3 separate regions of the Mus musculus genome follow, and all the other regions are linked to region 3. The links are chromatin contacts, called in public Hi-C and HiChIP or PLAC-seq maps. All regions are on one chromosome and are shown on one strand. Each heading gives the region's core, a stretch centred on a gene start, on an enhancer-like site or on the middle of the called end of the contact. The rest is flanking DNA. Distances are from core to core; before and after follow the strand shown.

Region 1 (3,016 bases), core at 193-2,692, 130 kb before region 3:
CTCACTGCAAGGATCAGGAACAGAGCTTCTACACGGAGTAGGGTACAGTGCACAAACCCTCATTTGGAAGCAAGTAGGAACAGAGAGAAGAGGGTGTCTCTCAGAGAGGGAAGTACAGGCCTGGAGGCCTGAAAGCCACAAGCGACAGAACAAGGTCACAGAAGGGAACACAGCCGCAGATTGTACGGTGACATTCAGACAGGGAGGGATCCAGGTGGTGGAGCAGACCTAGAGGTTTTCTGTTATGTGCTGGCAGGACCCACTCACAGTTTAAGAAGTGGTATTGAGGTAGAAGAGTACTGGGAGACAAGAGGCTCTGAAAAATGATTGCAGCTGAAGGTGTAGTTCTCCCCAGTACCTTCCTTTTGGGTTTTCTCTCTTGGAAACCCCCGCCCATTCCACTCCCCTTTTTATGCCAGGGTAGCTCCTACTCTCCTCAGGACCTTATGCAGGGCCAGGCATGATGGAGACACTTCCTAGGCTTGAGCTGAACCATGCAAGAGCAAAGTGCCTGCTCCAAGATCCCCACCTGTTGCCATTGGCTCTGCTCATGATTCTGGCTGGAGCACTGGCTCTTGATGGGTGACTCCGCCTCTCAGGGGACACTTGGCAATGTTTGAAGACACATTCTACTTCAGCTGTAACTAGAGAGAAGTGACCACGCTGCTGCTGTTTCCTCACAGGGCACAGGGTGACCCATGACACAGAATGACCTGGCCCCAAATGCCAGTAGCTCTGATGTTGAGAAAACCTGCACTGGATCTAAATGCCTATTCCACTGTTTCCCTAATATTTTGCTCTAAATTAATTCCTTTTTTTCATTAGCACATATTAATTGTGTCAAATAATGGGTTTCATTGTGACATTTTCATACAGTGTGTAATATACTTGGATTAGATTCCCCTTCCCCCTCCCCTCCCTTAATATATCTCTGCAAATGACTTCACTTTTTAAATGAAGACAAAAAAAAGTAAGAAGGAAAGACAGACTGTGAGTAGAGTGCTTACTGAGCCAGAGTGAACCCCTGTGCTCCATTCCTAGCCCTGCAAAAACACACAAATAAAAACAATAAAACATAAAGTAAAATTAAAACCAAGGCCACTTATGGCTCCCCTATTGAACAAACCAATGCGACTTCTGATAAATGAAGACTGCTGAAGATAAAGTCTCATAAAAGAAAACCAGTTATTCCACTGCTGAGTGTCACAGCCACCCGAGGTCCTGTGCCTGACGCTTGCTTTCACGCTCTTAAAAACAGAGTTTAATCAGCATCATGAAGACCTGAGGAATTAGGTTAAAAGAATTTGAAAAGAAAACACAGTATGATTCTGAATCAGAAAAAAGATATGAAAATGACTCAGATGGCCTTATTAGGACAGCTGACAAGCTCGACATGTGGACTGTGAGTTAAGTCACTGGGAGGCGTCTGTCTGCATTACATAACTTTGTGTGGTTATATTCAGACGTGCCCTTGCTCTTAGCAAACACATGAAACACGTAAGAACAGAATAAACAATCACAGTATTGGCAAATTATCCTCAATTCATTTAAAAAGTAACTTAATTACAGTGTATAGTTACTGCTTATGGTCTGGGTGTCTACACATGTGGTGTGCAAATGTGGAGGTCGGCTTACACGTCTGGGAGTTGTTCTGTCCTTTCACTGAAATCCAGGAGTCACACTCAGCTCACTAGGCTTCCAGGCAAGCACTTTTACCTGCTGTGCCATCTTGCTGGCCCTCAATGCTTTTCTTAAAAAATGGCGATCTAGTTGCACACGAATAAATAAATAAATATAAATGGACACTGAAAGAGAGGTACCCAGAGAAGAAAAATATCATAAAAGTATTAACACTTAGATCTAGCAAGAAGAGAAACTGGTGTATTGCTTTTGTAACTTTACTCCATTTTTTCTTTTTAATCTTTTTTGAGACCCACCCTGAGTCTCAGGTAGACTAGGCTGGCCTGGAACACATTAGAACTGAAGATGAAGATGACCCCAGACTTGTAAACCTTCTGCCCCCACCTCTCCAGTGCTCAGATAACAGGCATCCACTACTTTTCCTGCTTTGTGCTGGGCTGGGAGGGGAAGTCAGGTTTCAGGTTGTGAAGTGAGTCCTCTGCCTAGTCCCCACTTGTGTGCCTCACATTTATCCAAAATTAAAAGTTAAAAGCAGAGTTGGCACAGGTTGGAGAAATATCTCAGGGGGAAAAGTGTTTGCCTTGCAAGTACAAAGATCCTCAGGTCCCACATTAAAAAAAAAAAAAAAAATGCTAGGCATTTAAATCCTTAATGCCAGGGAAACAAAAACAGACAGTTCCTTATAGCTTGCTAGCTGCCTAGTCTACCTGACAAACTCTAGACCAGTGAGAGGATTTGTTTCATTAAGGGGGTGGGGGGAGAGGGAGAGGGAGGAAAGATGGAGTAACATTAACTTAGGCAGTGCCCCAGCCTCTGTAAGCACGTCCATCTGTCCATCTGCCCACCACCTGAATGCATGTATGCAACTGGGAAAGAGAGGGGACTCTCTCGCTGCCCCGTCAGTGTGCTCTGGCCCGCCAGATGCTTCTGCTGGCTCAGCAGTTGGCAGCTCCTCTTCAGTTTATGAAAACATTACCCGCTAGACTCAGTTTCCACAGCTGTGAAACAGTGAGAAATAATGTAAGCTGGTGCCAACACGCCCTCTGAAGTCTCTAGAAAGCACTGACTCCACCTGCCACCCACACCCTGTTCCCATTCTTGGGGAAATTCCAAACAACAACGCAAAGAGGTCATTGGATCCCAAGAGCCTTCCATTCCCACCCAGCTCTCTGTTCCCTCCTATCTAGGTTGGCTTCTTGCACTCCCTCTGACATGTGCAGAAACTTAGTTGTCTTCTCTCACACAGAAGTTCCCTTGCAATGATTCCCAGCACACACACAAAGGAAGAGGCACACAGACATTCAGGACATACATACATGCATACATACACACAAACACACAAACACACACACACATCCTCATAGACATAGCAACA
Region 2 (2,801 bases), core at 280-2,779, 170 kb before region 3:
CTCTATATATGTGTGTATCTTTATTTGTATTTTATTTCCTAGCAGTGCTGGGAATAGGACCTCCTGGCCTAGTTCATGTCAGTCAAATGCTCGCTATCTGATAGAATCTATCGCTAAGCTACAGCCCAGACCTTGTTATTACAAGATCTTACTCTATAGTGAAGCTGACCTGAACTCAGGCTGGCCCAGGTTAGGAACTCTCCTGTCTTTGTCTCCCAAGAGTATGACTGCAGAAGTGCACCACCCACTCCTATGCATCTGAGTTAATTCTTTCATTTCTTGTGTGTGTGTGTGTGTGTGTGTGTGTGTGTGTGTGAGAGAGAGAGAGAGAGAGAGAGAGAGAGAGAGAGAGAGAGAGAGAGAGTTTGCGCGCACATGCGCGCCACAGTACCCACGTGGAGGTCAGGAGACAATGTATGGGAGTTGGTTCTCTCCTTCTACTCTGTGGGTCCCTAGGGATCAAGCAAAGGTAGTTAGGCTTGCTAGCAAACATTTTACCCACTAAGCTGTCTTGCTGGTGATGTAGGCATTCAGATTCAGGTCTTTATGTTTGTGAAGCAAGTACTTCACATTAAGCCATCTTCCCAGCACCCCCGGAGTGAGCTCTTTTAGATGGAATGGGTTTAATCTGCTCTTCTCTGGTCTTTCCAGCTTCCCATTGAAGATGATTCAAGAAGTCCCAAAGCAGAGCTAAAATCAGCCTTCCAGCCTCGCCACCGCCCACCCTTGCTCCTCTGGGAACTGCCAGTGGTGAGCAGGCCAGGATGAAGCCTGAGATATGAGGAAGTGCACTGAGAACACATTCTCCATGTCTTAGAACTTGTACGTGAACCCAGAGATACTGGATGGTCTGGTAGACTGTAGAGGCCTTGGCTCTCAGGCATGGATAAGGGAGCCTGATGGAGGCGTGCCTGCGCACACTATGTCTTGTTGGATAAATTCAGTCTCCAAGAGACTGGACACTAATCAACTGCAATTAAAAAGCCAGGCAGATGATTCAATCAACAAAGTGGCAATCCCTCAGCACTCATGTTCTCTCTACCCCTAACCCCCTATGGGTTCTACAGACTGCACACTCACAGTTCATCCGGCTTGAGTGGCAAGGGCCTCGAGCTGCTGAGCCAGGTTATGTTTTAAAGTCTGACTCCCTTAGGGTAATGGAAACCTTTCTGCAATGATCAGGTCTAAACAGCAAACTACTTTATGTACTGTACCTAGCACTTGTTTTGTTTTTGTTTGTTTGAGACAGGAGTTCTCCACCTAGCCCTGGCCATCCTGGAACTCGCTGCCTCTACCTTCGGAATGCTGGGATTAAAGGTGTGCACTACCATGCCCAGATGCATCTTAAAACCAATGGCAGGCTGGAGTCTTATAGAGAACAAGGGAAAGAAAGCATTGAGAACACTGGATTCCTCTGGCAGATCTGGCTGAATTTAAAAGTCCTCATCTACAGTTAACTCAGCCAAGATCACGGCTCCAGCAGCAGGCAGGGTTGCCGGCCTTGAGCTGTATGTAACCCTGTCTTTAAACACAACCACATGGATGACATCATTTGTTTGCTCTTGGCTACTGGACTGGAAAACTATTAAGGCAACATCTGCTTTGCTTTGTGATTGAATCTGGGGGCAAAGGGCAGGTCTCCATGGCCTTCAGATAGTGACTGCTCTCAAGTTGCAGCCACTGCCGATTTTCCCACTCCTGAGGACTCTGGTCATGGGAACCGAGTCCTTGTCCAGAACCTCTGACTTTGCCTCCAGCAGGTGCAGTCCATGGTGGTTGCTGTAGGGTTGTGTTTTGAATACAGCTCGACAGCATTTGACATGATTTGGTTTTTCTTTTGTTTGTCTCTACCAGGATGATACCCCAACCATGAGCACACCCCTTATTCTCCTAGGCCAGTGTTTCTCAGTTCGTGGGTTGCAACCCCTTTGGGGAGGTTAAATGACCCTTTCACAGGGATCACATATCAAATATTCTACATATCAGATATTTACATTATGATTCATAACAGTAGCAAAATTACAGTTATGAAGTAGCAACACAATAACTTTATGGTTGCAGTCAGCACATGAGGACCTGTATTAAAGGGTCCCAGCATTAGGTACCTTTAGAGCCCTTCCCTAGGGCCAAGAACACCTAGCAGGCCACTTTCTAGATGCGTGTTAAATAGGTCATAGTGTTTCTCAACTAGGGGGATGGGCGGTAGAGTGGGGGATGGGGAGCACGCAGATAAGGAGGAGCAAGGTGGCCATCTAGTAATGGAGGTTTGGAACCTGACACTGCCTCAGGCCTTCTCATGATGTCAGCGTTGGTCATGGGAGTAAATGCTTCTGGAAACTCTCTCTCACTCTGATTCTCTCCTCCCCAGCCCCCCTGCATGTGTGCATGTACATGTGTCCATGTCCTGTGTACAGGTGAACACGCCTGAGGAGGCTCTGGAACCCGCAGTCCAGGCTCCAGCAGAGAGGAGCTTGGCCTGGATTCCTGACACACAGTCTTTTAGTGAACAATATAGCAAATTCATGACTAGGTCATTATTTTGTATATTATATATAACTTTATATTTTCCATTCTTTAATATATTTTATATTAATAGATATCTATATTTTATATTATGTTACTTTATATTTTATAGGTATCAGTTTATTGTACATTAACATATTCATACTTTATATTGTTACTTTATGTTTTATAGATATCAGTTTATTATACATTAATATATTTATATTTTATATTAAGTTATATATTTTCTATTTATTATCAATTATATATTCATATATTATATGTGTACCATATATTAA
Region 3 (2,849 bases), core at 122-2,621:
CATCAAAAGATGCTACCAAACTGAATAAGACTCTTAACCATCCCTGTTTAGTAACAAGAGGCCTTGCAGTACAAGTACTAAGTGAAGGAGAAGAGCTAGATTTCACTTTTTAAAGCCAGCTCACAAACTCCATGACTAATACAGCCCTGTGCTGTGTGTTTCTTTGCATCCTTTGTATTTACTTTTAATAGGATGCTCAGAAGACATTTTCTGACACCATGGGGCTCTCACAGCAGTGACAGGGGACAGGAAGTCTGGATAAAATAGAATGGATCTCCCATTCTTCTTACTAGCCATTATGCACACCTTCACTTTAATTTCAACAAATAAGTAGGAAACTTTTATATAAAATGTGATACTTACATCAAGGTACTAGCATCACAGGCAGGGGTCTTTTTCTGAGGCCTGAGCTCAGAAGGAAGCCCCTGAACTAACTTCTTCCCCTGTGACTGAAAAGTAAATCTTCCCAGCAAAGAAATCTGGAAAGTTAGCACCCTGTACTCACACCAGAGGGCCTGAGGTAAGTTCTCAGCACCCACATTGTCGGCTCATGGCTGCCTGCAAACTCTAGGTCCTGAGATCCAACAGCTGTGGCCTCCGTGGCGTCTGTACACATGTATACCCACCAACCCACACACAGATACATAATTTGATATTTAAAACATAAAATTAATGAGGGAATCTCTGAGGAAGGCTTTTTCCTAGTTTTACAGTTTCATGATTGAAGTAATAGTGGAAGTAAAATACTAGTAGTCATCACCAGTTTAAACATTCGTTTTGAAGGAAAGTAGAATAATTTGTCACTTTACCTCTTCAGTATACATTTTTCTTGCTATGATTTGCCTGTAGCAAATCTCATTTGGCCACTAAACTGCTTGATAGACAGATATTAGACATGAGCCAACTTGACCCTCCATGCCCAACCCAGGAGATACATTTCTGTGGACTGCCTTGCTTTGTACAGTCAGGCCCCTCACTGCATCCTGCTCAGACGAGCCCAACCATTTGACTATCTTAATTACTCCAACATCTGTTTGGAAGAAGCTGAAACCAAGGTCTGCTTATTGCCCTGCACCTTGTTCTGTCAGTAGATCATCAGTTCTGAGGCGTGGTCTCATTTCCGTCTACTCTCACCCCAGCTCGCCCAGCCTAGATGAGACTGCTTGGCTTTGGGTTATGGTTTTCAGGATCTCCTCACCCCTCATGAACCTGCAGTTTGCCTCACCCTTGCGCTACAGTTAAATAACCAATCCTGGCTCCTGCCTCTGCCTCGAAGCCTGCTGCAAGTTCCCCCGCTCCCCCGCCCCCTCCTCTTACACCCAGCCCTGCAGCGTGATGAGTCAGCATCTCCAGGCCCTGGCTACGAGCCATCCTGTTTCCCAGTGTCCTTTCCACTTGTTTTGTAACACACTGCTCAGTGTCCCTCACACTAAGCCAGAGCTGTGCTTCGTGTTGGCTTGCTCAGCTCATGCCAACTGTTCTTTGTGATTAATATACTTTTAAAGTGAAATTTTCAATACTGGTCATTTTAACTTGAAAAGCTGAAATTTTATATAAGTATTGTGTAAGTTATTATATGTAAGATCTTCTGTGTTAGATATTAATCTTAATTTTATTATCTTCAACTATTTAGGAAGCAAGGAAAAGTAACTAAGACACTTTTAATACCAAAATATTTGCCACGTTCACCAGACACAGGTTAATCACTAGATCACCTACCCTTTTTCATAGTAGCAATTAAGATAAATTTTTTTTATTTGACAAAAATAGAGCAAGTTCAAAACATTTCTAATTAACACAATTTGGGTTTTGTGGTTTTTAACAAGAAGTTTTAAATTAAAATTTCAAAATCTGTCTCCTTGTAAAAATTCATAGGAAAGCTCATGAATACTAGCCCTGAGAGCGCGTGAGACACGGCAGGCACCTCAGAGTCAGTAAGTAAATCTTTCACCGTGATGGAGGCAACAGAAAGTTGTTCATGATCTCACTTACCTGATGCAACTTTAAAACATGATGCTGTGCACACAGACTACTCCTACTACCCTGCAGTCATGCTGTGTGCAGAGACCATCAAGGCACCCTCCTGTCTAGAAATTTAAATTTAGGAAATGAGGAATAAAGTTTATGTACAAAACCCCACCAGAATATCATTATGCAAACATTGGAAACAAGCAAGCAATAAATGGTGGCTACTGAGAGCTGTGTGGCACCATTAGCAGATACAGCCTACAGCTGAGACTACGTTGCAGTCTCATCACTGTGTAGACTATGACAACACAACAGAGTGCAAAGCAGAACCAGAGGCTGTGCCAGTGTGCAGCCATTGTTTTCCCCTTTGGTTCTCTTTCTTTTTCATATTTCCCTGTTTCATATGACTCAGGACACAGACTGCTTAGAGAAAGATGTGAACCATGCATGAGCAGGTGGACTGTACCCTCGTCTGCCACCTTCGGCAGGGCGCTTTGTACATGCACAGTATTTGGGATTCATACACTGCGATTGGGGCTTTCACAGCGGATACAGTGCTTCTTGTATGAAGTATACCAGTGCATGTCAGCACTTCCTTTAGGAACCACAGGGTTAAGCTCTGTTCTGTGTTTAGGGACTTCTCGGGGGACAGTGTAATAAATTGCTTTAGTTCCTTGTTTCCAAAAAATAAACTGTTCAAATGTGAGTTCGATTTTGCTTTCCTAGCTCTGTGGTTTTGCTTTGTGAAAGATGTAAGTGTACAGTTTGTGTGTGCTTGAGCTGCTTTCACACCAGAATTTCACTTCACGTGGATTCATCTTTTGCCTTCACATTTGCAAGATGGCATAGAAGGTACTCAGTGCCAGTCAGCTTACTAATAG

What was found. A called contact is a pair of places that touch in the nucleus more often than the background predicts. HiChIP or PLAC-seq counts read pairs in DNA pulled down with a chosen protein or histone mark.
Region 1: an H3K27ac HiChIP or PLAC-seq map of embryonic fibroblasts shows a contact between it and region 3, with 13 read pairs. The contact joins two enhancer-like sites. A contact is called at or near these places in 1 of 15 datasets of contacts at CTCF or cohesin (the NIH/3T3 cell line), 1 of 484 Hi-C or Micro-C datasets (the MC3T3-E1 cell line) and 6 of 115 datasets of contacts at active chromatin or transcription factors (the NIH/3T3 cell line, bone marrow-derived macrophages, cardiomyocytes and 3 more).
Region 2: a Hi-C map of cerebral cortex shows a contact between it and region 3, with 1.9 times the contacts expected there. The contact joins two enhancer-like sites. A contact is called at or near these places in 1 of 15 datasets of contacts at CTCF or cohesin (the NIH/3T3 cell line), 8 of 484 Hi-C or Micro-C datasets (bone marrow-derived macrophages, cerebral cortex, cortical neurons and 2 more), 7 of 115 datasets of contacts at active chromatin or transcription factors (bone marrow-derived macrophages, double positive thymocytes, embryonic basal ganglia and 3 more) and 1 of 9 other capture datasets (embryonic stem cells).

What each region holds. Positions count from the first base shown.
Region 1 is chr16:13,239,114-13,242,129 of GRCm38.p6, forward strand. No RefSeq gene overlaps it. Among named protein-coding and RNA genes, the nearest start is that of Mrtfb, 16 kb to the right of the region's middle. Within about 2 kb of position 1,443, at least 72 of the 459 cell types and tissues checked have an H3K27ac peak or open chromatin away from gene starts, as enhancers often do. A contact at or near this core is called in the NIH/3T3 cell line, bone marrow-derived macrophages, embryonic fibroblasts and 1 more, where this site is marked.
Region 2 is chr16:13,204,447-13,207,247 of GRCm38.p6, forward strand. No RefSeq gene overlaps it. Among named protein-coding and RNA genes, the nearest start is that of Gm32596, 47 kb to the left of the region's middle. Within about 2 kb of position 1,530, at least 67 of the 459 cell types and tissues checked have an H3K27ac peak or open chromatin away from gene starts, as enhancers often do. A contact at or near this core is called in cerebral cortex, liver and pancreatic cancer cells, where this site is marked.
Region 3 is chr16:13,370,825-13,373,673 of GRCm38.p6, forward strand. The region is part of intron 3 of Mrtfb (myocardin related transcription factor B); the gene reads left to right. Among named protein-coding and RNA genes, the nearest start is that of Gm15738, 50 kb to the right of the region's middle. Within about 2 kb of position 1,372, at least 199 of the 459 cell types and tissues checked have an H3K27ac peak or open chromatin away from gene starts, as enhancers often do. A contact at or near this core is called in the NIH/3T3 cell line, bone marrow-derived macrophages, cerebral cortex and 4 more, where this site is marked.